2 separate regions of the Pogona vitticeps genome follow, and region 1 is linked to region 2. A link is a contact called in public Hi-C data. All regions are on one chromosome and are shown on one strand. Each heading gives the region's core, a stretch centred on a gene start, on an enhancer-like site or on the middle of the called end of the contact. The rest is flanking DNA. Distances are from core to core; before and after follow the strand shown. Region 1 holds the start of YTHDC1 (YTH N6-methyladenosine RNA binding protein C1). Region 2 holds the start of CENPC (centromere protein C).

Region 1 (3,564 bases), core at 320-2,819, 290 kb after region 2:
AACCCTATTTGTCCCACTTCCATTTAAAGGAAAGAAAACAAAATAACAATCTCCCTCTTTGTCTACTCCTCCTTCTGGGAGGAAGCTTTCATTTTCCCCCACCCCAAAAGGTCCAGTGTTTCAGTGCTGCCCTAACAAGCTCAAAAACAACAGCAACACACCTTTGCACACCCCTCCATGGAGGAACAGATGAAGTTTAAAAATTTCCCAATATTCTTAAGTGGCTAAGATTGTCTGCTTAAGCAGTTTAATGATATTGGGAAATTGAAGGCAGGAAGTCATCCACTTTGGTTTGATCTCAGTGATCATTCATGCTGGAACAAAGTCAAAATGGAGCAATCCTGCCCACATCTAAAAAAAGAGTAGTCTCTGACAGGGAACCTAAAAGGCACAGGTAGGAACTCTCCGGAGAGGGGTTGGTTCAGACTAGCACTTACGTGAACACTGGGGAAAGGAATGAAATACTGTATTTTATTCCCACAGCAGATCAAATAGTGGGATAAATCCCTGTGTAGTCACACTTTAAATTTGCTTGTTTGCTATAGTGAAAGTGACTCCTTATTAAAGACTTTATGACTACTCTTTTGCTAGAATTACACACTTCCCCAAAAATCAGTGCTGTTTATAATTTGTTGCAGTGGAATCAATCACAGAAAACATCTGCTGTTTTTTTCAATTCTTTCTCACACCTCCTCTCGTTGGCTGGCTGCTCCTCTCCAATCTCTGCCATTTCCTCTCTTCTCTGCCCCATCATATCTCTATAGCTTGCTTTCTCAGCATTGTTCTGTTTTGTCACTTCTTCATACCCCTATTGTCTTGCTTGCCTGTTGGGTATTCCCCTCTGTCTTCTACACCAGTGGTTCTTAACCTTGGGTTACTCAGGTGTTTTTGAACTGCAACTCCCAGAAATCCCAGCCAGCACAGCTGGTGGTGAAGGTTTCTGGGAGTTGCAGTCCAAAAATACCTGAGTAATTCAAGGTTAAGAACCACTGTTCTACACCTTGTCTCTTCCATCTTCACTGTCTGTCATGTTTGGTAAGTGCGCCACTTTACAGTGCTGATTGCAGTGGTTATAAAAGAGATTTCTGGACGCACCGAGGAAGTGTTTATTAACAACTGAATCATTGCAGGTTTTGAATTTCTAGCAAAATTCCCTTTTTGCTATGCAGTAGAAGTACAGAGAGGGACAGAGGAGAATACTGTAGTTTTAAGTTCCCTTAGAGTCCAGCCCTTTCTCCTTAATTGGCACTTAAAAGGCTCATTAGCTCACTCTGAAACATTTCTAGAAGAATGAATAAAAATTTACTTACAATTGCTTGAAATTAGACTTGTGTATGTAGCTTTATTTACTGCACACATACTTAGCAATCAAGCAGACAGATCAACAGCAAACAAAAAAAAAAACCTGCAGCGGACAAAGGTTCTTTTCCTTATACAGTAGTTTGATCTAAAAAATTATCCAGTAGGAAGGGCAGGGACTCACAACCACTGCATCTATACTGAAAAGCAGAAGAAAGCAATTTCAGGAGAGCCATTGCCAATAATTTGAGGGAGCAGTGAATTGCATGGGGTGCACTGGACTGAAAATCCACACTAATTTAAGTCTCACAGCTAACTTGCAATATTAAACAGTGGACTACGAACGGCAATATGGGGGTCAATGGATTTTATTTACTTGGAAATTACGCTGTAAAGGCAATATTTAAAGAGTTTTCGTTTCCTACACAAAATAAAATCTCAGAAAAGGCAGGAATTCCTCTCTACACTCCGGGAAAGGTTTGTAGAGAAGCCGCGCAACAGTGCCTCTACACTTTCCATCCAATTATTTCATCGATCAGTCCTCATTTCCGCCAGCGCCTGCGAGAGGTTTTTTAAGTTTTCCGTACGTAACCCACAGCAAGGGAGACTCTTGTTATCTGCCCTCCCCTCTTGCGTCCTCACTCTTTCCTTTCTAACTCTATGGTCCGAAGCTTAGTCCGCCCAATCGATGAGATCACGCGCCGCGTCCTGTGACGGAAGGGGGGCGTGTATAGCGCTGTGCATTGTGGGAAGGAACGAATTGTCGCGTAGGAAGTCCGGACGGAAAAGAGGAAGGAGGAGGGGGGGATCCTCCATTTTGGTCTGCGTTGGGGGAGCTGCTGGGATTTTTTTTCCCCTTTTGCTCGAGACTCGTGTCCCTTCTCTCGGACACCGGCTTCTCCCTCCCCGATAGCCGAGCGGCATTGTGGTTCTCCCGCGCGAAGGCTCCGTCCGTGCCTGGGAACCGGTGGGGGTTGCGGGGCAACGATGGCGGCCGAGAGCCGGGAGGAAAAAGGTACCGACGATTCCCCTCCCCCCTCTTTTCTGAAACCGCTCGTTCGCTGTCATGGCGACGGGGGGTCCCGCGGGTCCGGACAGGGAGCGGGGAGGCCGTGGCTAGGCGGCTTTGTCTTGAACGCGGTGCGGGTTGGCCCGGCTGATGCTGTAGGTGGGCGGCCCTTGTTCCCGAGGTAAGGCCCTGCCCTTCATGGTGGAGGGCCTCGGCGGGCCTTGATACCTTTTCCCCGACCTGGTTTCTGTCTCTCTGGCGAAACTGAATTCCCTTGTGGAAGCGTTGTGAGGCGTCCCTCCCCCCAAAAAAAACCTCTCCTACTCTGGGAGCTGCGGAAGGCAAAGCGAGGGAGGTTTGATGGAATTAAGTGGAATGCTACTAGGGGATTATTTATAGCTGGGTGCGAAGTAGTTTTAGATTCGTACAGTTTGAGTAAGAGGCATTTAAGCTTTAAATAATTGGGACTGAAATGCTCCTAACATTGGCTGAAATGTTTTCGTTTGTGTGTCCTTCATTTTGGGTTTTAGGTGTTTTATTTTTTTAAAATATTTTTACCCAGTTTTTCTCCTTTAAAGGACCCAAGGTGGCTTTTTAATATCTGCCCCGTGGCGGAAACTTTAGTAAACCTGGTAACTGTCGAGTAAATGTGAGTTAGGACCATTGTCTATATGCCGATGAGAAACTGAGGCAGAGAAAATAATAACATGCCTAAGGCCCCCTGCCAGGTTATTAGCTGAAGTAAGACTTGTGCCAGCAGTATCTTCGTTTATGTTTTATATTCTTTGATAGTGCAGTAGGTTAGCTTTCTGATTACTTGGAACACTTTGCAGTACATACACAGGGAGAGTGTGCCAGTGTTTTCTCCACTATGCCATTAAGCCGAGTCGCTCCTTTCTGTATAAAACTGCAGATCCATGCGTTTTCCAGGTCATGGGGTGAAATGTGTTAGAAATGGGACCTGTGTTATGGTCCAATGCAGTCTGTTTGAACTGCATAACAGTGCATTTCTTTTATACTTAATGGTCTTCACCTCTAAATGGATTTAAAAGGCTTTTAAACCCAGGGAGATGGACTGGATGATCCATAGGATCCCTTCTAGCACTGTAATTACAATGTATGCTTATGTTTACTTTGAACATGTTTGCAAGGTACTGCATAGGGATAACTGGTGATTCTGTATTGTAGTATATGCTAATAGAATTTTAATTGGATCATATGTTATACAGGTAAATTTCAGAAATTCTGTAGAACAC
Region 2 (3,157 bases), core at 2-2,501:
ACATCAGAGTACCAAGTGACTGACCAGCCATGGAGGAGAGCGTGGACTTCAGGATCTTACTTTAATATTTCAAATATGAGAAAATCTGCTCCTATAAATACCAACAAGATCCATTAAGACAGTCAATGTTGCTAATGCTACTTCTGCAATAGCAAAACTTTAATTTAAATATAATTAGCAAAAGCCCGTCATCTAACAAAAATACACTAATTATCAGCCCATCTCTCAGGGAAGCTTATTTCCTGCCACAAAGCAAAGAACCAAGTTGTTGCTTTTTGACTTTTGAGAACATGCCTTTTGCAAAGATGATGCACCAGTTTCCCTTCCAAGCTTCCTGTATCTCATGAGATGAGGGTTGGTCAAGATACCGTCAAGATCCCATCTCTTTCAGCCTAGCAGCTTTGATTGTAACCGACCTACACGTTGGCAAGGTGGCAAATATTCATTCCCTACTGACCCTACAGTAGTATGAAGGCGGTTTTAAGACTATATCAGGCCGGTGGCTCTTCATGGCCAGGCAATATCCGAATGGTTCCTCCCCCACCCCCTCCTACTTCCAGAGGAAATGTGATCATTTAGACCAGTGGTTCTTGACCTTGGGTTACCCAGGTGTTTTTGGACTGCAACTCCCAGAAGCCTTCACCATCAGCTGTGCTGGCTGGGGTTTCTGGGAGTTGCAGTTCAAAAACATCCGAGTAACAAAGGTTAAGAACCACTGATTTAGACTGCATAGAAACTTCATGGGGCAGCAGCAGCCATTGGGACGTGAAAAACGTGAAGCCCTATCTATGCTCAGCCTGTATATTCGGATAAAATACATCAGATACCATAACGCCGTAACAAGAGGCTTTCGGATTTTTCTCGCACCCCGAGAACTCTCACCACTCGAGGACTTTAAAAGGGAGCAACATATAGTGACCCGGCTTGTCCAACATAACCCCTAATTCGCATTAGACGCATTAGAGCTAAGGAAAGAGGTAATTGTAGGGCCGGGTCTACGAATATAGCCGCTTTAACTCTGGCGGGCGGAAAATGAGCCGAGCTGGGTCGAACTACCATCCTTGAGGGCGAGGGCGGCGGCGGCGGGGGGAGAAAAGGGCGACCTTTCTCTTACCAGGGAGTCCATATCGACTTTCCTCCTCACAAAGGCCGCAAAGCGATTCCGCCTCCTTTCCTCTTCCTCTGTTTGAAAACGTCGGCCTCTCCCGCGCCGTCCGCGCTCCGAAAAAGAAGGCCGCTCATTGGCCGGGAGACTTTGACGTCACAAAAAGGGAGGTTGGGGGAAGAGAATGAGCGAGAGGAAGGAAGGAGCCTGTCCTCCTGTCATAGATCTGCGAACTGTCATAGATCTACGAGCATCTAGTGTGGAGGTATACGCCAGGTCAACTTGCGGGTTTACTTTTGAGTAGGCCATGTTTAAAAACGGGGCAAAAGGAATTCGTGCAGGTACAATCAGCGGAGAAAGCTACGATTTGAATTTAACTGTTAATTTAGCATTCAGAGATTTTAATTTTTTTTTCACGACAAATAATACAGTCCTTGTCATGTCGCTATTTCATTTTACTTGGTCCATCCAGTCACCGCCATATATATATATTAAAATAGAATTCATTATGTGAATATTGCATTTAAAGTTGCTCGATTGAAATACTGTATTCATAGCAGTTTGTCATTGAAAAGAAAAGAGGAAACCATCCCTGGAGTGATTCCACATTGTATCTACAGTACATCTTGTATTGCTATGTATGGTGAGTGACTGGCTTTGGCTGGCAGTACTTAGTTGGATGTGTGCCTGGAGATTTAGAAGGGATAATACAATACAGTACATGTGAATAGAACTGGGTGCTGATTGTTATAATGCCTGGCTCTGGAGATGCTGTTTGACAAAGAACAGGACTCTATTGGTGCAAAGGCTCCATTTTGTAACACTCACTTTGGTTCTGCCAACTCTATTTGGTAGCCTATTCAATGACTTCCAAGTAACTTAAGTTTTCCGTATGACTGGGGGGGTAGATTTTCTGGGAGTTCCATCCACTTTAAGAAGTGGGCAGTTCTTTCTAACAAAAATACACCAATGATTATAGTCCTAACATTCTTTGCTGTTCCTTCAGGATTCATAGGTGTTCTGAAAAGAACATAGAAAAAACCATGTGGCCTTTGCACATGATCAAAGGCAAGAGTAGGCAAATCCTTATTAAACCACTAAAAGGTCACAGACAAATGCTAGCTTTTGGCCTGCTCATGCCTTCATCAGGCTGAGCGCTACTTATCTCTGGTTCATACAGAAAAAAATACAGGAGTTCAAAAATGGCTATTCCATTTCAAAATGGGGGTTGCAAAGTCAATCCAGGAGTGCTGGTTTTAAATTCCATCTCTGGCAACATCAAGTTGGCTTAAACTTGCCAGTCAGAAGGCTGTCACCCATTCAGCAGTTCCCACTCACTGATTTACATTGAAACAAGAGTTCCTTACCTTTTGCTGTGGATTGGGGTGACACAGAAATGCGGCAAAACTCTCATAACAGAAGTTAGGATAAAATTTAGTTTCCTTTATTGCTTATCTTCTTCCCTGGCCATCTTTCAAGCAGCATCCATGGAGATTTTTTCCTATGCTGGAATCTCCACATTGTCTCTTTTATTTAGATTGTAACTACAGTTGATAACTGTAAATGAACAATTTTTTTCCATCTTAATAAGTCTTTAGAATGATCACTTTTTACAGAAAAACGGCCAGACAGTGTGGTTGGTCAGCCATGGTTAAATCATTCCACGCTTGTTTTTTCTGCCTAGTGCTCTTCTAACAAAAGGAATAACACAATTCCCAATATAAACTTTTTTTTCTTTTTGCCAAAAGCCCTAGCAGCATACACTAGGTAGAGAAAGATAGGTGTCATGACAAGCACATAGCTAAAATCATATATTTAACATATTCACTCATATAAATCTTCTCATTAGCATTTTCTTCTCCTTGCTCTTACATAACAAGAATAATAGCATGCCATTAAGTCATTTGTGACTTGTGGTGACCCTTTCCATGGTTATCCAACTTCCATGGATCACAATCCATTTCCTCAAGACACATCGTGTGTATTTTGAGCCATGAGTGCTCTCATAGCCTCTTTTGTCATTAAACTGCAACAGTTAAGTCCTCAAGTGTT

The links. A called contact is a pair of places that touch in the nucleus more often than the background predicts.
Region 1: a contact with region 2 is called in a Hi-C map of muscle, with 4 times the contacts expected there. The contact joins the promoter of YTHDC1 here to the promoter of CENPC in region 2. A contact is called at or near these places in 2 of 2 Hi-C or Micro-C datasets (blood and muscle).

The regions. Positions count from the first base shown.
Region 1 is chr6:81,881,913-81,885,476 of PviZW2.1, forward strand. YTHDC1 (YTH N6-methyladenosine RNA binding protein C1) reads left to right here and starts at 1,570. Exons shown (of 16, transcript XM_078377666.1): 1 at 1,570-2,314. The coding sequence starts at 2,287.
Region 2 is chr6:81,592,819-81,595,975 of PviZW2.1, forward strand. CENPC (centromere protein C) reads right to left here and starts at 1,252. Exons shown (of 18, transcript XM_078377663.1): 1 at 1,115-1,252. The coding sequence starts at 1,126.